Regions from separate parts of the Canis lupus genome. Here region 2 is linked to region 1. A link is a contact called in public Hi-C data. All regions are on one chromosome and are shown on one strand. The core of a region is the stretch at or near the end of the contact, and the rest is flanking DNA. Distances in the headings are between cores, read along the strand shown. Region 1 holds the start of ING1 (inhibitor of growth protein 1). Region 2 holds the start of ANKRD10 (ankyrin repeat domain-containing protein 10).

Evidence for each region. A called contact is a pair of places that touch in the nucleus more often than the background predicts.
Region 2: a contact with region 1 is called in a Hi-C map of blood, with 3 times the contacts expected there. The contact joins the promoter of ANKRD10 here to the promoter of ING1 in region 1. A contact is called at or near these places in 2 of 9 Hi-C or Micro-C datasets (both in blood).

The regions. Positions count from the first base shown.
Region 1 is chr22:59,101,731-59,107,716 of UU_Cfam_GSD_1.0, forward strand. It overlaps ING1 (inhibitor of growth protein 1), which reads left to right and starts at 4,505. Exons shown (of 2, transcript XM_038570054.1): 1 at 4,505-4,949. The coding sequence starts at 4,814. It overlaps LOC111091716 (a long non-coding RNA gene), which reads right to left and starts at 3,256. Exons shown (of 2, transcript XR_005376602.1): 1 at 3,119-3,256; 2 at 2,257-2,866.
Region 2 is chr22:59,240,634-59,247,383 of UU_Cfam_GSD_1.0, forward strand. It overlaps ANKRD10 (ankyrin repeat domain-containing protein 10), which reads right to left and starts at 4,442. Exons shown (of 6, transcript XM_038570055.1): 1 at 4,089-4,442; 2 at 1,045-1,197. The coding sequence starts at 4,298.

The DNA of each region.
Region 1 (5,986 bases), core at 3,255-5,754:
AAAAACAATCTGAATTGCGGTTTCAGTGGGACTTTTTAAAGGGAGATTTACTTGAAGTTCCTTTCAAATTATCTTGACTAAATTGGCCCTACTGATATCTTGCAAAACAGTGTCTCAAAAAAGAGAAAGAAAGAAAAAAAGAGAAAGAAAAAAGAAGGAAAGAGAAAGAAAATAAAGCCCTTTTATTGTTGCGTTCCTCAAAACCTCACAGAGTTCCTCAGTTCTTTTTTTGGTTTGTTTTGATCGTTCTACTGAAAGGCAAATGAACCAGTGTGTTCCTAGAACACATAAGGTGGTGGTGTTTTTTTTTTTTTTTTCTTCTTCAAGATCCCTGGAGTCCAATTCTGCAATTCTATTTCAAGCTAAATTTTAGTCTAATGTAAACTATGTTCTAATGCATAAAGCTAAAATGTTAGAACCTATTGCTCAGAATTAGGAGACCTCTCCAGTTCTAAGCACAGGCTCCCTGACTAGTATCCCTCCCTCACTGCCAGCATCCTTATCTTGGTTATTTTGTGTCTCTTGTGTCTAGTACAATATGTATATTTCTCTCCCTGAGTACTTCAGACTGTAAATTCTTTTGCACTCTCACTGTTCCCAGCACTACATTCAGAAAAGAGCTGCTGAATTAAAATTAATCTGTGAGGGATCCCTGGGTGGTGCAGCGGTTTAGCGCCTGCCTTTGGCCCAGGGCGCAATCCTGGAGACCCAGAATCGAATCCCACGTCAGGCTCTCGGTGCATGGAGCCTGCTTCTCCCTCTGCCTGTATCTCTGCCTCTGTGTGTGTGTGTGTGTGTGACTATCATAAATAAATAAAAAAATTAAAAATAAGTAAAATAAAATTAATCTGTGATGAAATCCACCTGTTGTGCATGTGGGAGGAAATTTGGGCAGTGAAATATCTGATAGAGAAAGGTCTGGTCCACATACTAGATGTGCTAGTAAAATAAGAAAATGAACAAAAGGCAATCTGTGTCAACACACAGAATTCAAGGGACAGGCTAGAAGTTTTGAAAACAGATTTAGTAACACTGAAGACCAAATCCTTCAGATGAATCTGGGCAACTGGCATGTTGGAATAGAAAATTCATGACTTTTAAATTAACAATGGCATCTTCTGTCTTCAGAAAACCAGTCATGTAAGGTGTTCTGCCCTTACGGGCAGCAATTCTACCTTCACTTAAGTCTTTTGGAAATCATCAAAACAACGATAAACATATCCTCTATTTCATTGGTGATTTAAAATATTCCTTTTGCAGATTGAATATTAAGTTATAATGACTGGGAAGATTTATTAGCAAATATACTCCCAAGAAGAGAATCCTGTTAATTTGAAGTGACTCCTCCCCAATTGAGGCCAGAACAAATAAGTGTATTAAAAGTAATGCTTCCAAAGTATCTTGAATGCCGTTTCCTAGTCCTTAATGACAAAAACATAGTTTTTCAGTAATATACTTTCTTTCAAGGCCAAATCTTGCAAATCCAAAGTAGAGTAGATAAGGTAGTAAACTACTGATAAGTATACTTTTGAAGGTATTTCAGGTTTGAGAGAAATGTGTTAGCATTTATTTTTTTTATTTGTTTTAAATTTTTTTTAAATTTTTTATTTATTTATGACAGTCACAGAGAGAGAGAGAGGCAGAGACACAGGCAGAGGGAGAAGCAGGCTCCATGCACCGGGAGCCCGACGTGGGATTCGATCCCGGGTCTCCAGGATCGCGCCCTGGGCCAAAGGCAGGCGCCAAACCGCTGCGCCACCCAGGGATCCCAGCATTTATTTTTTAAGCACCTCGAAACACAAAAAATTTCATGTTCACTTCTTCCTTTTTACTCCCATGGGTTGGAGCATCACCAGTTAAACTAGAAATATAATTCTAAAAAAAAAAAAAAAAAAAATCAGTATCCCTTTTTGCAACACACTCCAAAGAGCTGAAACAACCAAAGTAATTCAGTATATCTTCAAAAATAAAGAATTTTCCTGAGTCGTATATTTAAAACACAGGGTCATAGTTACGTTTTAGCTCATAGATGTTTTAGCTCGGAGCCTTCTAACCTTGTTTAGAAAACTGTGAAGTCATTGTATATATTTTAAAGACTTTGTAAAGCCAATAAAGAAAACATTTTTCTGGCTGTTTAGCTCACAAATGCAAGCTCCTTATTCACTGCTGTATCCTTAGTTTGCGAACAGCAGTGAGCACCCGGTGGGCACTCGTGAAATAGTTCTTGCCGGTATGATGAAGATAACCTCTTGTCTCTGTTTCTGCGGAGTCCACGAAAGGATTCATCCTGATAACATCGTGATTTTTTTTTTTTTTTAAAAAGATAACCTAGTTCAAACTGGCTTGGTTATCGCTGGAAGGGGTAAGTCATTTCTGACTTTTACGCCTAACTTCAGACAAACCGTACTCATCCTAGAGCCAATCCCTGCGAGATTTGAGAAAGAACCTCTTTCTTGCTATGGCACTTTTCAGCATAGCGTCTCGGGGGAAAGGGAATCCTCCTCTTACTCAACTTCGCATCCTCGTCATGTGTTCCGCACAAGGCCTCTGCTGCCACACGTCACAGCCCCCCAGTCCCCGGCGGACTAGCGGCCAATGCAGCTCGCGGTATAAAAGGAAGCTTCGTTCATCATTTGCTTTCACCGGGGCCGAGGCTGGAAGGAGTGTGCACCCGCAAGTAGAACGACCCTTCTCCCCAGTATCAAGGGACGGGAGGAAAGGGTCTGCGAGTGAAGCTCCAGGCTCAGATCGAGGCCCCGGGGTGCTGGGACGGAGTCCCGCCTCGGGCTCCCTGCACCGAGCCTGCTTCTCCCGCTGCCTGGGTCTCTGCCCCTCTCTCGGTGTCTCTGGAATAAATAAATAAAATCTTAAAAAAAAAAAAAAAAAGAGAGAGAGAGAGAGTGAAGCTCCAATCTCCGCCCTTCCCAGCGTTCACGTTAGTGGTCGTCATCTCCGCAGCGGCCGAGCCTCCAGCTCTGTACCGACATCTGCCGGCGTCTCGGCGCGGTTCGCGGGGATGCGCACCGCCGCCCCCGAGGGTTTACGCGCCCTGGGCTGGCTGACACGCCGCACTTCACGTGCTCTTTTACTTAAAAACACTTAAATCCTCTATACATACCCCCGCGGTGGGGCTGGAGCCCCAAGTCCGGAGAGGCGCCCCTAACACACGGCGCCGTGACCCGGCGGTCGGAGCCGACAGCCGCTCCGGGGAGGGGGGGGGGACGCTGCGGCCCGGCGCCCCCGCCCCGGTCCCTCCAGCCCCCCAACCCCCACAGCCCGTCCCCGCCCCCGCCCCCGCCCCGAGGCCGCCCCGAGGCCGGGCCCGCCGGACAAAGGCGGAGCGCGGCCACGCCCACGGGGCGGGGCCTCTGCCGGAAGCGGCGGGCTGCGCGCGGGCCCGTCGCCTAGGCAACGGGAGTGTCTGCGTCGGGCCCCTCAGGAAGCCCGAGTGCGGGAGCTCAGGGCGGGGAGACAGGACATGGGGGAGGGGAGGGGAGGGGAGGGGAGGGGAGGGGAGGGGGGCCCGGACCCCCGGGACCGGACGCCCGCCCCGCTCCGCCCCGCCCCGCTCTGGGAGGCGGGGGGGCTTTCGAATGATCCCGGGGCACAGTCGGGAGGGGGTCACCCGCCCTTTGTGGGCGCCCGGTCCGGAAAGCAGCTCCCCTCTGGGGCCCCTTTGTCTCCAAAGCGGCTCAGCACTGGGCTCCGGCCGGCAACACAAAGGGAAGGCGGCGAGGACCGCGCAGGCGCGGGAGCGCCGAGGTTGCTGGGAGTGGTGGTCCGCGGCCCGACGGTAGGTCTCCGCCTCCGGGCCTGTGGCCGCCCCGGCGTGCAAGTGCGCATGCGCCCCCACTTCCGCCCTGCGCGGCCCGGCCTCTCTCCCCGCCCCCCCGGGACGCGGGTTTCTCCTAGTAGGAGCCCGGGAGGAGTTATCCGCGCTCGCCCCGCCCCCTCCGCCTTGATTGGCGCGCCGAGGTGGGGGCGACCAGGGGATTGGGCCTCGGCCTTGCCAGTCCGCTTCGGGCCTTACTTATGCCCCGCGGGGCGGCGGGGCGGCGGGGCGGCTGGGCGCCGGAGAGTGAGGGGTTGGGTGTGGGGAGGGAGGTGTCCCCCGGGTGAGTGGGGGGGCGGGGGCCCCTCGCTGGCGGCCGCACCGCGCGGCGGGTCGGATCCCACCGGGTCTCCGGCGCGGCCGGCTGCCCCCGCGCTCCCCGGCCGTCCTGCACTGCCGCCCGGCAGGCTCTGCCTCCTAGTGCGAAACTCTTAGTAAAGTTTGCGCCTCGCCCGCCGCCCCCTCCCGGGACCCCCGCCCCAGCCCGAGTGACAGACAAAGCCACACCCCCGCTCCGCCGGGTCGGAGAGGGGCGTGATGCGGCGGGGGCGGGGCCGGCGGGCCCGCGGGGCGGGGGGCGCGGGGGGGGCGGGGCGCATGCGCGGTGCGGGGGGCCGAATGTTTCCCAAGTGTTTGAAACTGGTATTTGGGTTCTCCACGTTGGACAAGTGCGGCGCGGCGGGCGGCGCGCGCCCCTTCCCGCGCTCGCTCGGCCCCGGCCCCGGCCCCTGCGCCGGGGTGCGCGCCCGCACGCGCCGCCCGCGCCCGCCCCGCGCCCCAGGCCGCCGACCGCCGGCCCGGCCCGCCAGCGCCGGGTCCCCGGGCCCAGGCGGCGCGGCTCGCAGATGTAGCGGCGCGGGGCCGGCCGGAGGGGGGGCGCCGGCGGGCGGGAGCTTTGCATTTTGCAGCGCTGGGCTCCGAGGGGGCGGGGGCTGGAGGAAGCGGAAAGCCGCGCCGAGTCGCCGGGGACCTCGGTGAACCATGTTGAGCCCTGCCAACGGGGAGCAGATCCACCTGGTGAACTATGTGGAGGACTACCTGGACTCCATCGAGTCTCTGCCTTTCGACCTGCAGAGAAACGTCTCCCTGATGCGGGAGATCGACGCCAAATACCAAGGTACGGCGGGATGGATGGGCGGGGGCGGCCGCTCCATCCCCGCCGGCCGCGGGCGCCGCGGGGCCCCGGGCCGTCCTGTCCCCCGCCCGGAGGAACCCGGCCGGCCGGGAACAAAAGGTCTGGGGCGCCCTCGGGTCGGTCAAGGTCCTTGTGCGCGGAGCCCGGACACGGAGGAGGAAGGAGGAACGGGCGGTCTCCATGCCAGGCTGCGCGAGCAAAGCGCTCTTTGTAGTGAAGTGACGAGGCGGGGTGCTGCGGAGGAGGGGGCTGGGGGGAGCAGGCTGGGGCGCCGGGGGAGGGAGGTGCCGCGGCCGCCGGGGCTGGGGGGCGCAGCGCCGGGGCTGCGCGCAGGGCTGCGGGGAGGGCGCTGCGGGCGGCGGGTCCCGGCCCTCCTCGCCATCCCCGATCCGAGTGTTATGTAAAGTCCGGGGTCGGCCGCCCCCGCCGCCCCCCGGCCTCCCGTGGAGCCGGACCCCACTAGGGCCGGGGTGCGCGGGGCGGCGCGGCCGGGGGCAGGTCGCGGAGGGCCAGGGCTTTATTCCATGCGCGCGGAGGGAAGGGTAGGAGGGAGGGACGGCGAGTCGGGCAGTCGCCCCTCCGCGGGGCCCGGGGGGCGCGGGCAGAGCTGCTCGGCTGGCTGGCCGCGGAACATGGCAGGACAGAGGACCTGTGGGTCGTTCTCTGCGGCGCGGCTGCCCCGAGTTCCGGGGACAGGCGGAGGGCTGGCGTCCGCTGGGAATTGCTGGCTGTTGGGGAAACTTTCCTGCGGTGTCAGGCTGGGCGCTGGGGGCCGTGTGCGGGACGCCGACCGTCCCCCGGAGTTTACTCCTGTTTACAGGGCTGCGCAGCAGGGAAACGGAAGCGCGGGGGGAGGTGGGGGCTGCCGCGGCCCGAGCGCACGGAGCCCGCGGGGACGGCGCCCTGCGCGCTCTCCCCGGGGCTCGGCTTCGCAGCCGCCTTTATAGGGGTCTCATTAGCATACTGAGAACGTCCCGCTCTGGCTGCCTCGCGATTGGCCCCGCTGTCCCCCATGGAAT
Region 2 (6,750 bases), core at 3,192-5,691, 140 kb after region 1:
CAGGCATGCCTGATGCAACAATGGTATGGGGCTGAAACCTCTGAACACACAGATAAAAGCAACACGCACTGTCATTCACTGTTCCCCTGAGCTCTGTTCTAAACTGCTGCTACAAACACCTGTCCGCCAATTCCAGCCTTGTGCGTGCAAAGTTGAGCTACCTGTGAGAGGGGCTCACAAGTTGTTATACCTACTTATCAGCAACGGAGGAGTCTTGGGAAAGACAGCAAAGCAGAGAGGAAATCAGAATTGTTTTGCACATGGTATGCCCTTGAAGATTATTGCAAGAAAAAGCATATAAAAACAGAATAGAGAGAAAGAACAGAACGGAGAAAGCATAAAGGCATCCCTACAAAGCCCTAGGCACAAGCCCCTAGACAGATCCACCCTCAGGGCAGGGTCTCCGCCCCGGACCCCAGGGTCAGACTGTCCAGAGTCATCTACACCCACACAGGAGTCCTCAGTAAGCGAAACTTTCTCCTGGAGGTTTTTTTTTTTTTTTTTTGAGGAAGTGAAAGGCATACAGAAAACACACTGAGAAACTGGCACGCCCACACTCGCACTCCTATCCCCTTCCACACAGAACCCCTGCTCTTTATCTGTGTCTGGCCAACAGGCCCAGGTCATCTCTGGAGCGTCACTAACTCATACTGGTCAGCCTAATGCTAACCGAACCATGCAGATGATTGAACAGCCAATCTCTCGCTAGCATGGACGTGCTCCACGGTTATGTGTGGAGATGACGCGGAGGCCACTGTGGGCAGGGGAGCCAAGAAACCTGGGCTCCAGGCCAGCCTCCTTCAGCTACCAGCTGTGACTGCGGGCACATCACCTTGGATGGCCGAGGAGCTTGGGAAGTCATGGAACAGGTGAAAGCACGGCTCTGTGAAGGGCCCATTATCCACAACTAAATAAACGTAAACCTCAGTCAGCCGAAAGGTGAAAGTATCAAACTCTAATTAAGGCCTCAATTTAAAACAACACCATGTAATTATAACGGAAAAAAGAAAATAAAGACCAAGTTAATCATCAGCACTCCCTTACCGGTTTGTTAATGCTGGCTCCTGCTTGAATCAACCAGATGAGACACTGGGGGTGTCCCCCAAATGCCGCGATGTGGGCCGGGGTCTGTGCATAGCGTGTAGTGGAGACGTCCAAAGTGGCCCCAGCTCTCACCAACTGGATTAGGCACTCCAGCTTTGAAAACGGCAGGAGGGAATGACACGTGTAAATGTCATATACTTTTATACACTACATAAACAATTCCAATGCTATGATGCAGGTAAGTAGCATTTTTTGTGACCAAGCTTTTTTCTAAGGGAACAGTTAGAAGTCATTCCTTCGTGGTACAAATTTTAAATAGGTATTCAAAGGAGTACTTTCCTTGCCCTGGTAAAAAAAAAAAAGTTGGTACACAGCAAGTCAAAAAAACTGACACCACACAAATTTAAATATTGTTTTCCTACAACTGAAAAATCAGAATCAGTAAAGACTGCAATATTCAAAGACTTCTCTCAAAACTGCGTCTTGCCACTTTCAAGCACCTCTACAGAACAAAACCTAAGTGATTGGTAGTTTAAAAAGTCTGTGTAGCTATAGTACGCTCTTCAGAGACTATTTTGTGCAGTCTACACAACTGTGCTCTGCGCACCTTTACACACACAGCGTTCCAAGAAAACTTAGTCGAGGCCCATTCTCCAGATCCTGGTTTTAGGGACCACATATGCAGAGTGAGTGGCAGCACTCAAGTGTTGACACTCTGCGTGCTCCCCCCCACCCCCACCACCACCGGGGGAGGCCTACAGGGCATCTAAGCTCTGGACTCCTGGGGCACATAGGTGGGGCAGCAAGACTACACTCTGCAGCCAGGCACTGCAATTATCCTAACCTGGCTGGAGGAGCTCGGCACACTCCACTTACATTCTCCAAGTGCCCACAGAGCCAGGCGCTGTCCACAGACCTCACTTGGCCTCGTTTCCCCTCTCGAGGCTCACAGCTGTTAGTGGAAAAGCTCCAAGTGCCAACAATTCTCTTCCAGAGGACAGAGCTCAAATGATGAACAAATGGCCACACCCTAGTCTCACCCTAGGTCTCTTAGCCTCTGGTCAGCAATTTAAGCCTTCCTTGCATAGGAGGTCATGCAATCCACATTTGTGGGAAATGAGCTCTCACACTTGGGAATACACAGATTTCACACGGTGTCAGGTCTTCCAGGAACTACAATCTGGGAGTGACAGCTGATAAAGAGACACACAAAAAAAATAAAAATAAAAAAAAATAAAAAGAGAGAGACACACCTTTGGTGCGCATTTACATACGCCGTTATTAACAGACTGGATGAAAACTGAAAGTGCCAATACTAGTGATAAGTCAAACAGGTTTTGAATCAAAAGAAAAAAGAAAAACAAGGATAAATATCAGTGGGCATACCAAAACCTGTTACTTATTAAGACCAAGTATGAGCTATGTAGACTTAATAAATCTGTTACCTATGGGTTTGCTTTAGGAAACTGGGAAAAGTACTGCTCCATACACAGCTTGTAAAAAGCAAAGCGTAATGAAAATTTTAAATAATGTTTAGCTCTCAAGGAAAAATGAACCTCACGGAAGGTCAGGAAACGTGCACAGTTGGCACATTTCGAAGAACACTAGCTTGAAAGGTGGGAATGGTTGGTAACACGCTAACTGCCCAGTTGGCCCTTGCACAGGGCAGGCTTCCTCCAGGTACATCTGGTGTCCAAGGCTGACCTACCATCTCGGTGCCACAGAAACAAGAGGCTTCCAAAAAGTGAATTCAGGGGCTTTACACCTCACTGTAGGTAAAATCAAACAACCTGAAACCTCCCATGGTAAGCGTGCTGAAGCCGGTTATGGCTCTAATCCCTAGAGGTACCTGGGTACCTGGAGGCACCTGGAGGCAGCCGGGTCCGCTAAATACTCTGAATGAGCACTGTAATGAGGTCTTAAGCGTTCGACAGCACGTGCCAGACTGTCCCACGATACTGTTATGCTCAACTGGACGATAGGTCAACAGGGGAGCCTTTTCAAGACCAGCTGTCCTCACCTGTGGCGGGGCTGCCCGTCCCCAAAGCACACGAGAGCCAACATGTGGAGGACTCACGCTCTGAGTTACCCACATGACCGTGCCAGCACCCGGGGGCCAGGCGCGCAGGGCCGGGGAGCCGGGGAGCCGCGGAGCCAGACCCAGTCCTGGGGGCGGGGCGGGAGGTGGGGGCGCTCGCAGCCCCGCAGGCACGAACCGGACTCTCCCACTAGAGGCGGCGCCGCGCGCGGCTTCCCGAGACGACAGCACCGACTGAGCTAGATGCACAGCAGCAAGGGCATCCGGCTCTGCGAGGCCCCTTCTTTCCTCCGCCCCGGCCGCACCGTTTCACGGGGAGAGCGCTGCTCAACGTCCGTAAACGAGAACCAGTGTCCGCTGGGAGATGCAGCTGGGCCCTCGTCCTGGGACCGAATCCCTGGGGAGTGAGCGGAGCTCCCGAGGACGCGCCCTACCCTAACCCCGGAGGTCCGCCGCGGACACGCGCCCCCACCGCTCGCCCCACCCCCGCCCGCGCCCTGGCCTCCACCCGGGAGCCCGGCCCGCGGCGGGCAGTCGCCAGCGGCCTCCGCTAGGGGCGGCGCGCCCGCGAAGCCAGCCCGTTTGAAACTTGCGCCGCCGCACACGCGCCCGGGGCCCCTCGTGGGCCGTCGCCGCGGCCCCCGCCAGGACCCCGCCAGGACCCCGCCGCCCGTGCCGCCGCACATGCGCCCCAGGCCTCTCCTCGCTCGGGGCGCCCACCCCGCTTCCGCCCCGCGCTCCGCTCCCGGCACGCCCCGCGGCCCCCGCCAGGACCCCGCCGCCCGTGCCGCCGCACATGCGCCCCAGGCCCCTCGCTCGGGGCGCCCAGGCCGCCCACCCCGCTTCCGCCCCGAGCTCCCGGCACGCCCCGCGGCCCCCGCCAGGACCCCGCCGCCCAGGCCGCCCACCCGGCTTCCGCCCCGCGCTCCCGGCACGCCCCGCGCCCAGCGCCTCGGGCCCCACAGGGAAGCCGCGGAAGATGGCGCCTTAAAGCGCCCGCGCCCACCTTGCCGAAGTGCGCGGCCCAGTGCACCGGCGTCCAGCCGTAGAAGGAGTCTTCGGCGGCCAGGTGGGCGCGCGGCGTCTGCTGCAACAGCGAGCAGAGCGCGGCCAGGTCCCCGTCGCGGCAGGCGCGGTGCAGCGGGAAGCGGAGCGACAGCAGCTCCTCGCTGGAGAAGCCCGCCTCCACGCCTGCGCCCGTTCCTGCCGTCGACATGGTCCGTCACCGGAGAGCTAGGGATAGCCTGCCGAGAGGACGCGCGGAGAGGACCCGAGAGGCCGCCGACCGAGCACAAAGGAGCGCGAGCGCCGCCGCCGCCGCCGCGTCCCGCCGGCTGCGGAGCCGTGCCGAGCTGAGCGCGCAGAGGGGGCGGGGCGGGGCGGGGCCTGGCGCGGGCCGGGCTGAGGCGGGCGGACGCCGGCGCTGGGCGGGGCCTAGAGCGTCGGGGGCGGAGCCTGGGCCTGGGGCGTCGGCGAGGAGGCGGCGAGCAGGGGGCGGGGCCTGGCGGGGCTGGGGGCGGGGCCGGGCCGTCGGGGGCGGGGCCTGGCGGGGCTGGGGGCGGGGCCTGGAGCGTCGGGGGCGGAGCCTGGGCCTGGGGCGTCGGCGAGGAGGCGGCGAGCAGGGGGCGGGGCCTGGCGGGGCTGGGGGCGGGGCCGGGGCGTCGGGGGCGGGGCCTGGCGGGGCTGGGGGCGGGGCCTGAAGCGTCGGGGGCGGGGCCTGGCGGGCCCGGGGTGGGGACTAGCGCGGCGGGGATCGAAGGACGCCAGGGCCGGGAGGTGGGGCCATGCGCTGGGGGCGGGACTTGGGGGCTGGGGCTGGGGCTGGGGCCGGGGCCGGGGCTGGAGGTGGGGCGGAGCCCGGGGGCCCCGAGACCCCTAGCCCAGCGGGTGGGGTCGGCTGTCGGCCGCGTGTCCGCGCAGACCGCAACCCCGCAGTGTCCCCACCGGCCCGGCTCTGACCTCTCAAGGTCCCTGCTGTCGGGCGAGCTGCGGGAGGAGTTGGCAAAACGCTGGAAAATTCCCCGTCAATGACCGACAGAGTCTTAACAGATTTTCTTCTGATTATGAGTAGTATGTGAAAACCAATAATTTACCATCGAGAAATAACCATCATCAACGTTTATGGGGGTTTCCTTATAGTACTTTTCTTACCATATAGTTTCATTTGTAGGTATCCTTTTTCTTTTCACAAAATTTGGAATCAGGAACCACAGTAATTCAACTTTAAGTAGGTAAGCAGGTGTCTGGGGAGACAATGGTGCTTTGGATACCAGCTGGCAGCACTAGCTGGCAAGAGAGAGTGGGCGCCCAATGCGGAGCAAAAAGAAATTGTTAATGTCTGGTGCAGCGTGCAGCACCGTCCTCTGTTCATACCAGGGGTTGATGCCGCTGCTGCAGCGCTTGGGGAGGTGCTCCAGGTACAGTAAGTGAGGAGAAGCAGTAGGTCCTTCAATCAGGGAGCCATTACCATTGCATGGGAAACGTGAATGAGACCGTCTTCTCTCCGGGATTTATATCAGAGGAGGCAAGAAAGGATGTTTCCATGGTTGGAGCAATCCTGCTTTTATTTGGACCAGAAAGGTAGAATGCTGCTTGTAAACTCATTGCCAGCCTGGTCCACTCCAGAAGCCAGCTGTTTTTCTGTGCACAGGCCCTGCTGACTTTAACCTAATGAGCTCTGTAAGGTGGTACCCTGATAATGACTTCCATCCTTCCTGGGAAAGAGGCATTCCGTTTTACAAAAGGATGTGAGCATGCCTCATCGTCTGTAATATTGGAGGGAGGGCTTACTCCTCTTTACTGTGCCCCCTGCAGTTGAGGAGGCTGAGACACAGATAAGCTCAGAACTTGCACAAGGACAATCAGTGTGCCTGGGGCAGAGCTGAGAATAATTGCCAGACCTAGTTTCCAATCCAGTTAGATTTTTTTAACCTTGGAATTTATTTTGTGTTAAGAGCTGTAAGGCCTAGGAAAAGAAAGTAGGTTATAGTGGCACCATAGGTAGAATGCCATCCTTCCTCCATTAAGACGACTTTCTGGTTTTCAGAGTTATTAAGACAATGCACATATCTGTTTATTGATTTATATTGATATACATTTTTAAGTAGCTGAAATAGGTCAACACAGATACGATGATGAGTCCCTAAGATAGCCTGCATGATGACTGTGGATATGAGGATTACAAGGGCTGTCTATGAGTGCTTCCAAATGCCACTGCTCTAGTTGGTTAGTCCCAAGTTCTTCCCAACTCATTATTATTACCAATTATAGATTTTCTTTGGGATTCTTGTTTCTAAAGAGCTCGGGGGGCAAGGGGAAAAAAAACCATTCATCACTCACATGCTTTGATGTATTTGACAAAACAACCATAAATATGTGACAAAACATTCTCTCCTTGACCAAAGTCTACTCAGGCTCCCCCGAATTTCAACTAGGCTTAGACTTTTGGACTTGGGTGTTTGTCTTTGCGTTGTCCAGTTTTAGCAAGACTCCTGCTAAGTTGGTTTAGCTACAGTTCCCATCCCCCATATCTGATCAGGTTCGTCACCGCCTGGCTCCCCCAGGTAATGTCAGCTCACTCTGGCCTGCCTTCAGCAAGAATCCTGCTGGGTTGGGTTAGCCAGAACCAGCTTGTGAGCTGGCCCTGGTATTTTGTCTTAGTTATATTA